Regions from separate parts of the Mus musculus genome. Here region 1 is linked to region 2. The links are chromatin contacts, called in public HiChIP or PLAC-seq maps. All regions are on one chromosome and are shown on one strand. Each heading gives the region's core, a stretch centred on a gene start, on an enhancer-like site or on the middle of the called end of the contact. The rest is flanking DNA. Distances are from core to core; before and after follow the strand shown. Region 1 overlaps Cdk6 (cyclin-dependent kinase 6). Region 2 overlaps Cdk6 (cyclin-dependent kinase 6).

Region 1 (2,929 bases), core at 182-2,681, 79 kb after region 2:
GCAATCCTCCTGCCTCTGCCTCCTGAGAGCAGAGACTACAGGCTGCTTCTAACAGCCTATCTACAAGAGATTTTCTTTTAAGATGAGATAATAAAATTGATTTAGGGGGCCATATTTGTGACTCTAGAACATTTTCTATACCTTCATAAATACCTCAAGACAGACTATTCTTCACTCTCTGGTTTGGTGTGTTGCCGATCTTTTTCGGGTTTTGTTGTTGTTTTTGCTGTTGCTGCTGCTAGGGCTGCTGTTGTTTGGTTTTGTTTGTCTGATTTTGAATTTGTTGGGGTTGGGGAGCATTTTCGGAGAAATGTTTTTCTTGATCACATATCTGACAGCTTTTTAGTGACTGCTATATGCTAAATATAGTAGCAACCTCAGAGACCCCTAGAGGTAGAGTGTTAAAGACTGGCTCCCAAGGTGGGAAGCTATGGGACCTTTAGAAGGTCGCGGGGAGGGGGTGTCTATTGGGGCATGCCCTTGAGAGTGATGGTAGGACACCTTCCACCTTCAGGTTCCTTTTGCTCCTCCGTTCTCATTGTGAGCAGCTTTCAGCTTCACATGTTCCTGCCATGACACCGCCTCACCACCAGCCCAGACGAGAAGGGCCAACCTATCATGGACTAGATCCCTCAATGCTGTGCGGCACAAATAAACCTTTTTCTCTTATAACCCAATTATTTTGGTTACTGTGTTGTAGTAACAGATAATCAGCCGCACAGCAAGATTGGGGATCTGAAAGTAAGCAGTGTCATTATAGAATTAGGCGCAGTGGGAGTAACACAGAGGTAGAAGTAGATTCTTGTGGTCACACCAGGTATCAGAGCAAGAACTGAGGGAGGTATAGTGTGGGAATACAGAGCAGTGGACTGTTAGTTGTTTCAGAATGTTCCACAAGACTTTCAGAGAGGTTATCACTAGGCCCTACTTGTACTTTGGCCACATATGAGGGTCATCTCTATATTAAGTATCTGCAGTGATCACTAAAGGGACCTTTTCATCTCCTGGATGATAAACAATGCTCTCTGCAGTCTTCATGTTTCCTTGGGTACCACTGTAATCCTGTCTCCACCCATCAGCCTTAAGGATAAGGAAACTACCTGCCACACATTTCTAGAAAGCAGCAGTATTCTCTGAAATGTTTGTAAATGGAAAGGCCTTTCCTTTGAATTAGCTCTGAGGTCAAAGCCGAGCTTAGCATGGCCTTGGGCTGGTACTTCTTCTTTCCAGCAGTGTTTGCATGCAGCAACCACAGTGCCCCCAAGCACGCTGCAGCTAGCCCCGGCCTAGGTGAGAAACCTTCTGCTGCCTTTTATTGTCACACAGGTCTCTCTCCTGATAGCGGATGTACTTAGAAACGCTTTGTAAAGTCCTTGGTATTCGTGTGGTTCTTCCTAGAAACCGAGACGGTTTCAAGAGAAGGGTTGCAGCCCCTGAGCAGTAAGAGAACTCGTACTCTGCAGTCATCTATTAAGGGATTCCTTTACAGTGGTCCTTCCTTCCTCTCTGCTTACAAAAGATACCTGAGAATAATTTTAAATTCTAAAAATATGTTAATGTTAAGTGTAGGATCGTGTTTGTTTAATTTTCCTTTCTGTATTTCCTGAAAGTCTAAGGATATACAGATAACACATCAGGCCCTTTTCTTGTTTAAGCAACTTTCAAATTGGACTTCCAAGCTGTGTCTTCCATCGCCTGTTTCTCCAGCTCCAGTCCTCTGTGAGCTGCCGTGTTGTCAAGTCTGTAACTGGGTGAGGGGTGAGTTTGAGGAAGAGCCTGACTCGAGGAACTGGTTAGTGATTTCATTTGCAGAGATAGAAGACTGGAAAAGGAGAACAAGGTTGGGTGGAAGGGTAGTGGTACAGAAAAGGCCAAGAGAAGCGCGCCTGGCGTAGCAGGCTGCCAGCCCCGTGCAGAGCATTTTGGCTAAGCAGTTCTTCCTTCCCCTCTCTCCAGGACCCTTGCTCATCCATACACCATTTTAGTGAAAACCTTTTGGATATAAGTATCGTAGGAAGATCCCTTGTTCTCATCAGCTTTCTGATAAACATACAGTGCTCTAGAAATATTGACTTTAAAAACAAAACAACAACAGTAACAACAAAAACAGAACAAACAAAAACCACATTGTTTAAAAGTGATAATTAAACAAAAACCCTAAAAGGGAACGACTGAACCAGCTGTGATGGTGCATGCCAGCAATCCCAGCACTCTGGAGGCAGGGCAGAAGGATCGCTGCAAGTTCTAGTCCAGCCTGGTCTACATAGAAAGTTCTAGGCTAGCCCGGGCTACATACCCAAGATTCTATCTCAAAAGGGGGGGGGATCAAAATAGGTCTGATAACAGAACTTAGCACGTGTGCAGGCCTGAGTTTAGTCCCCAGCACCCTTCTCCTTCCCCAAAGGGAAGGAAGATCTGAAGTCAGTGACTTGCATAGTGACAGTGAACCTGAGTCACAGGTCCCAGTCCTGCTTCTGTTCCTGGCGCTGCCAGCCACCAGCTCCTTGCTCTCAGATGTCTCTCTCTGTCCATCTGCCCTTCCCTGTTGCTGGAAGCAGGCCATGGTGCTTCATCAAACATCAAACTGGAGGTTATATACAGCACGAGCTGGTTAGCCCAACATGGAACTTTAATGTCTGCCATGCTTCACGGATATTTCCTTTCCCTTTTCCCTACCCCTGTCCGTACCCTGAGATAAGGCAAGAAGAAGGAGAAGGGAGAAGAGAGAAGGGAGAGGGGAGGAAGAAGAAGATGAAGAAGAAGAAGAAGAAGAAGAAGAAGAAGAAGAAGAAGAAGAAGAAGAAGAAGAAGAAGCAGCTTCATAGAAGGTCTAAAATCCCACAAAAGCCCATCCTGATACTTAGCAGTTCTTGTCAGAAAATAGTTCATGTCTCAGATTCCTAGTGCTGTAATCTGAGTCCTTCTCAGC
Region 2 (3,306 bases), core at 416-2,915:
CATAACTTATCCTGTGCTGTTCTGTTTATATATATGGAATCACATGGGACAAACTCTTCCAAGCTTGCAGGACATTGTGAAAGCCTTCTCTGCCCAGTAAGTGTAGATCTGTATCATAGAGCTACGTTGTGTGTGTGTGTGTGTGTGTGTGTGTATGTGTGTGTGAACACACACAGAAAGATCCTTACCAGTTAGCATTCCTGAGTAATGGGGGGCATTTTCAAAACACTCTGCAGATGCTGTACTGTTTTATCATTAGAGCAAAAGAAACCATCTGGTCTCACACTGGTGTGAGCCCATGTTGGACAACCTGGAATATTGCGTCACTGATTGTTTCTGTTAGTGTTACTAGATTTTTTTGCTTATTTCTTTTATGTTACAATTTAATAGTCATTCGTTGTTCCTTAAAAGGAGACGACTTGCAGGGTTACTGTATTGGAGAGAGCCTAATCGTAGGTACCTGAGTGGACTAGTGCGGGCTGGGATAACATGGCTCACGGTCTAGGGGTGGGTATGGCATAGTCAGACTTGTTTATCCTCCTAAGACTGTGCAGACAGTCTTCATCACACGTGGCTTCCTAGCTTTGGCTGCTCTATCGTTTTTCCTCAAGAAAGGCCCAGGCTGGAAAACGGGGCTTTTACAGTTCAGAAATGGAATGAGAACTGAATGTTGACAGTTATCCAGAATGTTCCGCACTGTATGTGACTCAAGCCAAAGCTGTTCACTTTTAAAAATACCTCTTAACTCTTCTATTCTTGGAACCAGAATATCTTTTTCAAGCCCTTTTTGGTGAATTGCCCTGTGTCATTTTTCTAACCAGTCAAAGAGCAAGCACAAGAGGGCAAGAGACCAGTAGTCTTTAGCTTTTCAATTTTCTATGTGTGTGTGTATTTTCTGAGCATTTTTCTCAGTCTGCCCTCCTTATGTGTGTGTGATGTGTGTTATGTGTATTTTGTTTGTATGGTATGTGGTGTATGTATGATGTATGTGTGGTGTGTATGCATGTATGTGCCTGGTGTGTACGTGTGGTATGCAGTCTTTTGTGTGTGTTGTGTCTGGTGCATGTGTTGTGTCTAGTGTGTATGTTTGGTATGTGTATGATGTATGTGTGGTATGTGTGTGTGTAATGTCTGATATGTGTGGTCTGGTGTATGTATGTGTGTTGTGTCTGGTGTGTGTGTGGTCTTTTGTGTGTGTTGTGTCTGGTGTGTATGTGTAGTATGTGTATAGTGTGTGTGTGTGGTCTGCTGTGTGTGTTGTGTCTGGTGTGTATGTGTGTTGAGTGTGCATTGTGTCTGGAGTGTGTGTGTGTGTGTTGTCTGGTGTATGTGTGTAGACACCAGGGGTGATAGCACGTGAGATCTACATTGCTGACTCTCAATTTTTTTGTAACAGAGCAGAAGTTTAAATCTGCTCCCAACACTGTACAAAGCCTTTCTCTGCTGGTCTTTTCCTCTTATTTGTTTTGACTTGTATTTAAGCATCTTCATAAAGATACAGTGTGAACACCATAAAGTTCACCTGTGCAAGTGTGTCGTTTAGTGATCATGCCAGTTCGTTTACCACGATTGTGTAACTATCCCCATGACCTAAATTTAGAATGTTTTCATCCCTCTCAAAAGAAACCAAGTGGACATAAGCGTTTGTTCCCTTTTCTCCCAGCAACCTCTGTGCTCCAATCCTATCTCAGTCTATTTTTGACTCTGTGTCCAGCCTGTTTCTCTACACTTCATACGAATGGAATCACGCCACTTTCACGACTGGATTCTTTCATTTAGCAGAATCTTTTCGAGGTTTATCCAGCATATTATGTATCTATATTTCTTTTTGTTACCAAGTAAGATTCCATGCACTGGTGTGATACATTTCTTTCTCCATTAGTTGATGGATATTTCTCTTGGTTTTGCCTTTTGGCTTTATGAATGGTGGCACATGTCAAAAACAAGGACCATCCTGTAGGGCTGCTGCTGTGTGAACACTAAGATGTCAGTGAGAATCTGTACAAGTTAGGTGGCAAACCGGGAACACACACGTAAGAGTTTCACAATGAATGCAGGATGGCGGCTCTGGCCTCCTTGCTTCAGCCTCAGTTACAGAGGCTTGCTCGCTAGGGGCTCGGAGCACCTTCTCTTCTGCTTTGCCCCGACCTTGTCCGGAGCTGTCATTTTGAAACTTCCATCCATTCAGTTGCCATTTCCTGAACACTCACTGCGTGTCAGATTCGGCACTGAATGCAGTGGAGATGATGAAAGGCAAATGGACAGGTGCTTCCAGGTCAAAGCTGCTTTTAAAGTTAGCTGTTCTGTACTCTTCACTTGCTTGTGATGCCTTGGACTGGGGTCCCCTTCTCCCCGGGTGCATGGGTTTGGGGTTCTGAATTTCGACCCAGATGCTTTGTGTGGTTGAAGTTAACTGTCATTTAAGGAGATCTGTGTAAGCTAAAAAGTTTGCCATGCTTGATAGAGACTTCAAGCGATAAGGCAGTGATGAGCTGTAGCTGTGGTTGGTGAATTATTCTTTATTCAAATCTTGACCCAAGGAGGGTGCAGCTGGCAGGCAGGCTTCTTCTTTTGGCACAAGCAGCTTTATGTTCCTTTTGAATTTTCACAACGGTTAAGCATTAGTTCTGGACTCAGCCAAATTTACCAACTCCTCATTGCTTAGGTGCTGCCCTCTCCCACCCCCCCACCCCCCCCGTCCTGGAATTCTGGACCTAAAGATCCATAGGGTAACTCAGAGCTTATTTCTGTCCTTGTTGCTATTGTCTTTTCCTACAACGCAAAAACTAGGGGTTTTAGGAGTTTTCTTGTTTCTGTTTTAAAATATCATTTTTCTTTCTTCCCCCACAAAAATAACATGCAGTTAGCCTGAGTGAGGTTGCAACCTGATTCTTCTCTGCCTCTGGTGCAGGCCAGATTTGAAGAGCTGCATTCAGTAATGGGGAGACTCAGCTAGTGCTTGCTGCAGGACACCGGGAAGCCCTGGATTCTGTTGTTCTACGTTCATTTGAAGGGTTCATTGTGAATATGAGCAAAGCAAGATGAAGGCATCCCAGAATCCCATCTACCACGGAACCATCCTCAGTAGCGGATTTGTGATCTAGCTGTTGCACCCGTTCTCACTGGTCATATTCAGGAATGTTTCCATACACAGAAGTTGTACTGTTTGCTTTATTCTCAGCATTTACTGTAGTGCGAATTACATCTTGTAAACTTGCCCAGTTTAGGGGATTCCCAGTTCGTCTTGAAACACTTTTTGGTGGGTGTGGGGGGGGGGGAACGTAAAACCTAACAGAAGCACAGTTG

What was found. HiChIP or PLAC-seq counts read pairs in DNA pulled down with a chosen protein or histone mark.
Region 1: a BATF HiChIP or PLAC-seq map of CD8 T cells shows a contact between it and region 2, with 9 read pairs. The contact joins two enhancer-like sites. A contact is called at or near these places in 1 of 15 datasets of contacts at CTCF or cohesin (CD8 T cells), 1 of 484 Hi-C or Micro-C datasets (nephron progenitors) and 5 of 115 datasets of contacts at active chromatin or transcription factors (CD8 T cells, effector CD8 T cells, embryonic stem cells and 2 more).

The regions. Positions count from the first base shown.
Region 1 is chr5:3,459,825-3,462,753 of GRCm38.p6, forward strand. All of the region lies in intron 4 of Cdk6 (cyclin-dependent kinase 6), which reads left to right. Among named protein-coding and RNA genes, the nearest start is that of Gm29868, 49 kb to the left of the region's middle. Within about 2 kb of position 1,432, at least 79 of the 459 cell types and tissues checked have an H3K27ac peak or open chromatin away from gene starts, as enhancers often do. A contact at or near this core is called in CD8 T cells and effector CD8 T cells, where this site is marked.
Region 2 is chr5:3,380,361-3,383,666 of GRCm38.p6, forward strand. All of the region lies in intron 2 of Cdk6 (cyclin-dependent kinase 6), which reads left to right. Among named protein-coding and RNA genes, the nearest start is that of Gm29868, 31 kb to the right of the region's middle. Within about 2 kb of position 1,666, at least 65 of the 459 cell types and tissues checked have an H3K27ac peak or open chromatin away from gene starts, as enhancers often do. A contact at or near this core is called in CD8 T cells and effector CD8 T cells, where this site is marked.